Linked DNA regions of Mus musculus: region 2 is linked to region 1. The links are chromatin contacts, called in public promoter capture Hi-C maps. All regions are on one chromosome and are shown on one strand. Each heading gives the region's core, a stretch centred on a gene start, on an enhancer-like site or on the middle of the called end of the contact. The rest is flanking DNA. Distances are from core to core; before and after follow the strand shown. Region 1 holds the start of Akr1c12 (aldo-keto reductase family 1, member C12). Region 2 has its middle 79 kb from the start of Pitrm1.

Region 1 (4,176 bases), core at 1,110-3,609:
TTTATGTGAATAGGTATTTTGCCTGCCCGTGTCTGTTAACCACATGCATGTACTACTTATGGAAGCCAGAAGAGGGCATCAGGTCCCTGTATAATAGAATTTTGTGAGCCAGGAAGAAGTTTCTGGTATGGAAGCTTAGACCACGAAGATAGATAATGCTCTTAAGAGCCAAGGAATCTCTTCTGTCCGCTCATATACTTCCTAGTAAACAACTTCTTCAGACTCCAAGTTGATAGATATTAATTCTAGAATATTGGAAAGCATACAGAAAAGTTATTAATCATCATTAATTGTTTCTTTGAAAAAGAATGAAGTTTTACAAATTTCAGCCTGACCTGTTATTTAATGCACATGAAATGACAACTTGACATTAAAAATTATTATGTATTCCTGTCCCATATGTTCTGCTTTAGTGGAAATCTATGCATTCTAGGCTTAATGGAATAAAAAAACTATTTCACCAATACTTTAAATTTATTCTCCCACTCTAAATCTCATTCAATTTAGTTCTTTAATGAGTGTTGAACAAAGACATAAGCTATAAATATTAATCTGCATTTTAGCATCTTATTTATGGTTATCTAAAATCAGGGACTGAAGAAATGGTCCAGTGGTTAAGAGTGGTTGCTATGAATTCATGGGACCAGGGTTTGTATCCCAGCACTCATATAGAAAGCTGGATCTCACATGAATTGCTGGTTACTATATCCCCAAGTGATTAGACACATTTTTCTGATACACTCAGCATACATACAGAAATATGTAACATTTGAAGCAAATATATTAAACTTGTCTATGAAATGAATGTGTCAGAAATGTTTAAGTCATGGTGCAGGAAAAAAAATCCAGTAACTGCCATTTGTTTTTCAACCACTAAGCACTATTCTGTGCTGTCCCCTTTACTGTGTATTTCAGGGTCACAATTCTATCAGTGACAATAAAAAAATTCAGGAAAAAATTGCAGGGAGAAATTTCAAAACGTTTAAACTTTTCAACTTTAATTGTTGATTACTTTTTAAATAAAATTCTGAGAAGACTAAATTCAGTTCATGAGGTTTTTCTTTTTCAGTAAATAATTTACATATTCACTTTACATCTTGACTGCTGACTCTGCCCCTGGACCACACTACAGTACCCTCAGTCCTTTGCAAAGTCCCTTTCCCCTCCCTTTCGCTTCTGAGAGGGTGGATGTATCCTGGATATCCCCCGACCCAGGCACATCAAGTTTTTGCAAGGCTAGGTGCATCCTTTCCTACTGAAGTGAGAGAAGGTAACCCAGTTGGGGGGACAGATTCCACAAAAAACCTTTAGGGATAGATTTGCTCTAGTTATTGGGGGGACCCACATGAAGATGGAGCTGAACAACTACTACATATGTGGGGGGAGGGGGATAGGTCTAGCCAGACTCTTTGGTTGGTAGTTCAATCTCTGAGAGCCCCCCAAGGGTCCAGATTAGTTGGCCTTGTTGATCTTAATATAGGATTTCTACCCCCTTCAGGATGCTCAATTCTCCCCCACACAAATAATCACAAGAGTGCCTGAGCTCCATCCAATGTTTGTCTGTGGGCCTCTGCATCTGTCTCACTCAGATGCTAGATTAAGCCTCTCAGAGGTCAATTATGCTAGCTTCCTATCTGCAAGCATAACAGAGTATCGTTAATAGTGTCAGGGATTGGTGCTTGCCCATGTGATAGGTCTCAAGTTGCACCGGGTATTCCTTGGCCATTCCCTTAGTCCCTCTTTCATCTTTGTCCTGATATTTCTTGTAGATAGGGCAATTTTTGGGTTGAAATATTGTGAGGGGAGTGTGTCCCTATCATTTTAAGAACTCAATTGTGGCTTCTTTGCTAATTATGTTGTATGGTATGCAGTAGATCATTATTTTCAGTGATGCATGATCAAGTAGAGGCTTCATACTGGCCAAATGAAAATAAATGTCTTCAGTATCAAAATTATCCAATTAATCTCTTCTCTAATAATATATAATATATGAGATAAACAAGAGAAAAAACACAGAAAACAAATGCTTTATCATTATATAGTACTTTATTTGAAATTCATCCATCATATGAAAATGAGTGGCTTGCGTTCTTATTTGTGGAATACTGCTTTAAATTTCTGACTCCTCCCTTGAGTTGGTGTCCATTAGAGAGACGATAGTAGTATTTAAACAGTAGGCACACAACAGTACTGTTAACCATTAGCTAGACAGTAGCACTGATTAATCATTAGCTGGATAGCAGATAGTTAAACATTAGCCAGTGAGTAGGCATGGCTAACTTTCAGAAAGGGAATGTCCCTTGCTAACCATTTGACAGGAAGTTGATATACAATGTTTACCCACTTCCGCTTCAGGGCAACAGAAGACTCAGGAAGTGCTTAGCCAGGGGAGTGAGAGACAATGAGCTCCAAACAGCACTATGTCAAACTAAACGATGGCCACTTAATTCCTGCCCTGGGCTTTGGCACCTATAAACCCAAGGAGGTAAGAATACAGAATTCTCAGTATCTCCAGGCTAGAGCTAATCTATGTACAAGAGAGCAGATAGTTAGATTTGCCCTGCATCGGTGTCTGATTGTGTCCCCACTTGTTGACTTTTCTTATTAAATAGAGGTTACAGTAACAGCTGTAATTGGTGGCTATGGGTAAGAGACTGAGCTGGTTCCATGGGAGGGTGCATGAGGATTCAGGCAAAAGAACGGGGTCTATAAACATGCTTGCTTTTTTTCTGGGAAAAAGATCCGTGTTCCTGGTCAGTCCATAGGGAGGCATGCTTATAGGGAACATAGGAAAGGCTAAACTCTAAAGACATTTTTCCCTGGTGGCAGTTGATAGTGTAGCATATATTGAAGCTCTTGGGTACATGCCTCAGTGGCACTGGGATACTTGCTATTACTCAGTCAGTGACTACAGAGACAGGGAAAATGTTTGCTTATCTTCCCTGTTATTCTTGCTGTCAGCTAGGGAATCTGGGCTTGGCAGGATGTGGCTGTGTCCTTTTTGTTGTTTTTTTGGTTTTGGTTTTGTTTTTTTTTCTTGGATTTACTTTTCTGGCCTAGGCCTGCTTGTGAGTTTACTGTTCCCATCCAAAGCCCATCAGCTCTAAGAGAGAACTTGGCTGTGAGCTCCAGGCTTAAAGTGACAGACCCATCACCTAACAATTCTGGGCACTATGCTTTTCCTGTATCCATGCTTCACAGATTGATACAGGAGAATAAAGTCACCAGATTGCCCAACAGCTGTCTTGGTTGCAGTGTGGGAGGGGACTTATGTTTATGTCCACAATCTACAGCACCAATTTTCATTCCAAAAAGGAAAGGTGCCAGAAATGAACATGGTAACTCAGGGTGGCTTCCTGTAGATCAGTGGTTCTCAATCTGTGAGTTGGAACTCTTTTGGATTTCCAAAAGTTTGCATATAAGATATCCTGGCCATCAGATATTTACATTATGATGCATAACAGTAGCACAATTACAGTATGAAGTAGCAACAAAATCATTTTATGGGTCCCCACAACATGAGGCAATGAATTAAAGAGTTGCAGCATTAGGAAGGTTGGGAACCAATGTAGGAGACTAAGGCCTGAAACAAATATTTGCAAATACTTTGGTTTTGTTTCAGGGTAGCTATCAGCATCTCACAGTGGATGTTTACAAGAACTAAGTAAGATCTCCCATGTATAACTCTCAACTGTAGAAAACTTTCTGGAATTTCATAGTGCATCATTATGATGGGGAGAAGGAGGACCTAGTAAAGATAAATATGAGTTATTGGTATTCATTAGTGTATTTTGGATTTAGAACATGGTTGTCCTCAGAACAAAAAACATCGAGTGGACTGTTTGAGAACCTGGAGGGCCTTTCTTGTTTTCTATTCCTCCTGATACCTTTTAAATGTGTGGCAAAGGACCTCTTCCCTTGACTTCAAATGTGTCCATCTCCTTCCTGTTAGACTCCAGAGAAATCTGGAGATATACACAGGATTTGTTACTTTTGCAAAGTTGCACAATATCAGGAATAGGTCAAGGCCACTACTGTAGCCTCAGCTTTGATAACTCACAGTGTCCTTACTCTTGGATAAGGCACGGCTGGTTTCCACAAAAGGTGGTAGAAGCCAGAATTTTAGTCACTGTCTTTTATCGTGAAAGGATAGCTGTAGAGATTCTTAGGACAATG
Region 2 (4,176 bases), core at 913-3,412, 2.2 Mb before region 1:
AAACTATGATTCTAAGCTACAGAATTTTTTATTTTTTGTTTGGAAGTTCATTCAGCGAATGTGCAAGAACTTCCGAGTTAATAGCATAGCCTTAATGAGGGAGGATCTCGTTTTTACCCCCTGTGGACAGAACCCTCGGATACTCTCCAGGGCAGTGTAAGGGTGATTTCTAATGGGTCTATAAGATTTCTAAAGGCTCCCACTTGGTCTAGCATAAGGACCCCATTCAATCCTCAGGTAGGCTGCAGGGCATATGGAGACTGACAAGCACTTAGCGGGCATGGACAGGACACCGGACACACCCCAGTCACCTCTCATGTAGCTGACCTCGATTTTACTGATCAGGTTGAAAACAAATTGTAACTTTTCCAAAGCCAAGTTCAAAGTCAAAGTAGATTTCGGAATGCAGGCTGTGTGTCTCTGGGATCCCCGCTGTTCGCATTATGCTTCATGTCTTCTGTGTTTGACCTTCAGTGGGCAACTATTAAGGGAGACAAAAAGGAACCAGAGGGCAGAAATAGAAGGGAACATTTCTTAGAAAACCCCTGAAAGAAAAGTAAACCAGACTAATGCTCTTCTTTTAATTTAGCCCTGTCGTTGCAGAGGTGAGAATTAGGATTTGCAAGGAGCCTCTTCTTTGAACCAATCCAAATAAAATGAAAAAGAGCTTGAGGCACGAGGCTGATGCTGTGTGACCTGAGAAAGTTGAGGCTGCTTCTTTGCATATGCAATGAGCAGCCAGGGTGTGAAAATAGACAGGATCGGGCCTCTCTTGGCTGCGGATTCCTAGCTGTGCCTCTAACACGTTCCTTTCATGCCTGCACCTCTTATACCATTATGCGGTTTGAGCCACATGCAGGAATAATGATTCAGCTTAGACTAGACACAAGGGCCAACCAGATTTGAGCTGATTTCTAAACCAAATCCCAGGTTTGGAAAATTACTAGTGTATGTCGCAGTTGCAATATATTAAGAACTTCTCTAAATGAACCACCATGAGTGGATGTGGTCTGACTCCCACCCTTGGGGTATCCACAGTAACCCTGCACAGTATGCGGAGAATTTCCCCTGTACTTTTCTTCTGCAGTGTGGCATTTGCTACAGGACCCTGCATTACCAGGAACCACAGCTCAGCATTCTTAAGAGAAATATTATTTGGTGTTTAGTGGAGCCCTAAATTAGTGATGCACCGTAGTGATTTTCATTTGGAATACCCTCGTTACCATGGCAATCATATCATGCCATGTTTCGTTGTCTTGGGTGTTTCTAGAAGCAATCCAGTCTCCGTAAACTCCTCATCATGTCGGAGACCCTGAATACTCCACGTTTATGCATGCTGACTGAAATCAGGCATATTAGAACCCCAGGGCCGAGAACACATCCAACTCTGTCATTATGTCAATTTCCTGCATATTGAGTAAGCATTAGCAGTCACATAAAGTAGACAATTAGTGAACTACAAATAGGAAATGCACAGGTCTTGGACAAATCTGTCTTTTGATATTCTAGGTATTTATGAGAGCTTAACAGCCTGCATAGTAAGCTGCCGACCTCAAGACTCTCTCTGCCTATGAGGCGCGTTGGCACACCTGTGAACACACGTGTCTGTATGGTGTGTCCATGCGTGTGGTGATAATGCTGTGTGTATGTGTGGGCAGGTATGTATCTGGGTGTATGTGTGAACCTGCATAGTGTGTGTGTATTAGACATTGTGGTGACATAAAGAGAGATGAAGATAAATAACATGGAGAGAGGAGGGAGGGAGAAAGGTTCAGGAGATGGAGGAGGAGAGAGAGTGCATGGTGGGAGTGTACCACAGAGCCTCTGAGAGGAACAACCCAGGCATAGGCATGTGTGAGCATGAGCGATGTCCTTCACTTCCCTTGTCACAGTCCAACACATGCTCTGAATCTCATTTTTGAACCAAAGCTTCAGGCACTTCCTGGCTGACTGCCCATCAGTTTCAGCCTCCACTGAGCAGAAAGAACTCCTGGGAGGGGCTCTGCATTCTGAATGGACTGGACGAGGCTGGTTTTGAAAATAAGTCTCAAGTTATAGTCTTGCTGGGGAAACTCATCGCAGGTGACCTTTGTCTCTTGGGCTCTCTCCCCAGGGGTTTTTCCAAGAAGGGAAGGAAGCTTTCTTCTGAGTCTTCCAGCAGGTGGCAGTGCGGCCGATAATTATCTCCTCGGAGGCTGCAGTAAACACTGTCTTCTTTAGATGCTGAAGGAAGTGAGCTGTCTCCCTCTTCATTAAGGGTCAACGTCAGTGAATGATAAAGAGCAGGATGAGCTTTGGAATAGCAAACACTCAGCGCATAGCATCCTCTAGCAGTTTTGAAATGCATATATGTAATTATTATATGGGGTATAGTCATGTTCAAAGCACGAGTTGGCAGACTCAGTGACTTCCTATACCACAGACCCCAGTGCCATTACACAAATCAACACAAGTGCAGTTGGGCTTCTTCCAGGTTTCAAGAAGTTGACACAAAATCTCAGTTGCTTACCGGTGACTGTGATTCATAGCAAGAACTGACGTTCCTTCACTTAGTAATGTAGGAGGGGAATGTGTGAAGGTGAAAGTTGAGGACCATGACAGAGTCTAATAAAAATCTATGCATACTACTTGGAATATAAATAGAAAATATACACCCCACAAATATACCTATGGTCTATACAATCTCAAATATCTCAGTGCCTTGACTTCTAATGAAAGACCCACAACGTGAGGACTCCCCCACGTTCTGACTCAGGAGAGGTGACACCCCAAATCTCTCACGAGAAATGGTCTTGATGAAAACTGCAAGAGGTTTATTCGGGAAAGAACAGTGCACTGGGGACGACTCATATCCCACGCAGGGGTAGAGGAGTCGACCACGAGCTCAAGGGGTAAGGGGTTTATAAAGGCAGAAACCGCAAACACCTGGCATTGGGCTATAGCATTTGGCAAGCTAGCAAGTTTGCATAATGGATTTAAGGAATGGTTAGAGTATTCTGTACAAACATTTCCTGCAACAATGGGGCAAGTTCTACTCCCTGCCATTAATGACACAGGTCTAGGGGCTTAAATAATTTTCGCTCTCTCTCAGGATCTTTCACTAACCCTTTGCCCTCAATGTCCATCTCACTCTTCTTCAGGATGCTAGCAGGATGGAGCTATATCACTTTGTGAGTTCAGTGTGGTACTGCTTGTCCTGCAAGCTTTCACCTTTCTTCAAGGAAGACTCTTTCAGAGTATAGTGAACTCTGATATGTACAAATGTACAGTAGTCTTTCTCTTAGGGTAAAGATGTTCCTGGCCAGCCATACCTCGAGGATTCTCTCAGGATCTCAAATTATAGCATCCGCGTGTGTGTGCAGGAGAGCTTGTGAGAATGGAGGCAGGTTCCATGGCAGACTGTGTGGTTCTGTATGACCTAGCCTTGCTGTGGAGCAGTTTCCTCAGAAATTAAATATTTCTCCTTGGAGAGAAGCTACTTAAGACTCTGGCTATCTGAGACAGAGGTACAACCTTCTATCCTGCAGAAAAAGCTAATAAAATTCAAGAAGTTAACAACTCAACAAGTCTAGGAAGTTCCTGAAACTAACCAGATTCACTAAGAATTTCCTTCTCCAAGCAGGTATAAGCAGTAAAGACTGACGAGAGACATACTCAGACAAATTGAGCTCTCCAGAAGAGGCTCAAACCACCTAACTGCCTGAAGTAGACACCCTACAACCTCTCTAGCTGCCTGCCTGTTATACTGTGAGCTTCAAGTTTGAAGCTTTTGTGAGCTGTCACCCATGTTGGCGGTGGGGGGTAGGCTTTTGGTGATGTACCTGTCTTTGAGCTATTTCTGCTCCTCTAGGTAACTCTAATAAACCATGGCTTATTAGTTGGACTTTGGTGCTATACTAGTTGGTTTTGTGTGTCAACTTGACTCAAGCTGGAGTTGTCACAGAGAAAGGAGCCTCCCTTGAGAAAATGCCTCCATGAGATCCAGCTGTAAGGCATTTTCTCAATTAGTGACCAAGGGTGGGAGGGCCCATTGTGGGCCGTGCCATCCGTGGGCTGGTACTCCTGGGTTCTATAAGAAAGCAAGCTGAGCAAGCCAGGGGAAGCAATCCAGTAAGCAGCACCCCTCCATGGCCTCTGCATCAGCTCCTGCCTCTAAGTTCCTACCCTGTACGAGTT

The links. Promoter capture Hi-C pulls out the DNA fragments that hold promoters and counts their contacts.
Region 2: a promoter capture Hi-C map of hippocampal neurons shows a contact between it and region 1, with 5 times the contacts expected there. The contact joins the enhancer-like site here to the promoter of Akr1c12 in region 1. A contact is called at or near these places in 6 of 39 promoter capture datasets (cranial neural crest, embryonic stem cells, hippocampal neurons and 2 more), 1 of 115 datasets of contacts at active chromatin or transcription factors (astrocytes) and 1 of 9 other capture datasets (liver).

The regions. Positions count from the first base shown.
Region 1 is chr13:4,277,582-4,281,757 of GRCm38.p6, reverse strand. It overlaps Akr1c12 (aldo-keto reductase family 1, member C12), which reads left to right and starts at 2,359. Exons shown (of 9, transcript NM_013777.2): 1 at 2,359-2,485. The coding sequence starts at 2,402.
Region 2 is chr13:6,467,502-6,471,677 of GRCm38.p6, reverse strand. No RefSeq gene overlaps it. Among named protein-coding and RNA genes, the nearest start is that of Pitrm1, 79 kb to the left of the region's middle. Within about 2 kb of position 2,162, at least 50 of the 459 cell types and tissues checked have an H3K27ac peak or open chromatin away from gene starts, as enhancers often do. A contact at or near this core is called in astrocytes and hippocampal neurons, where this site is marked.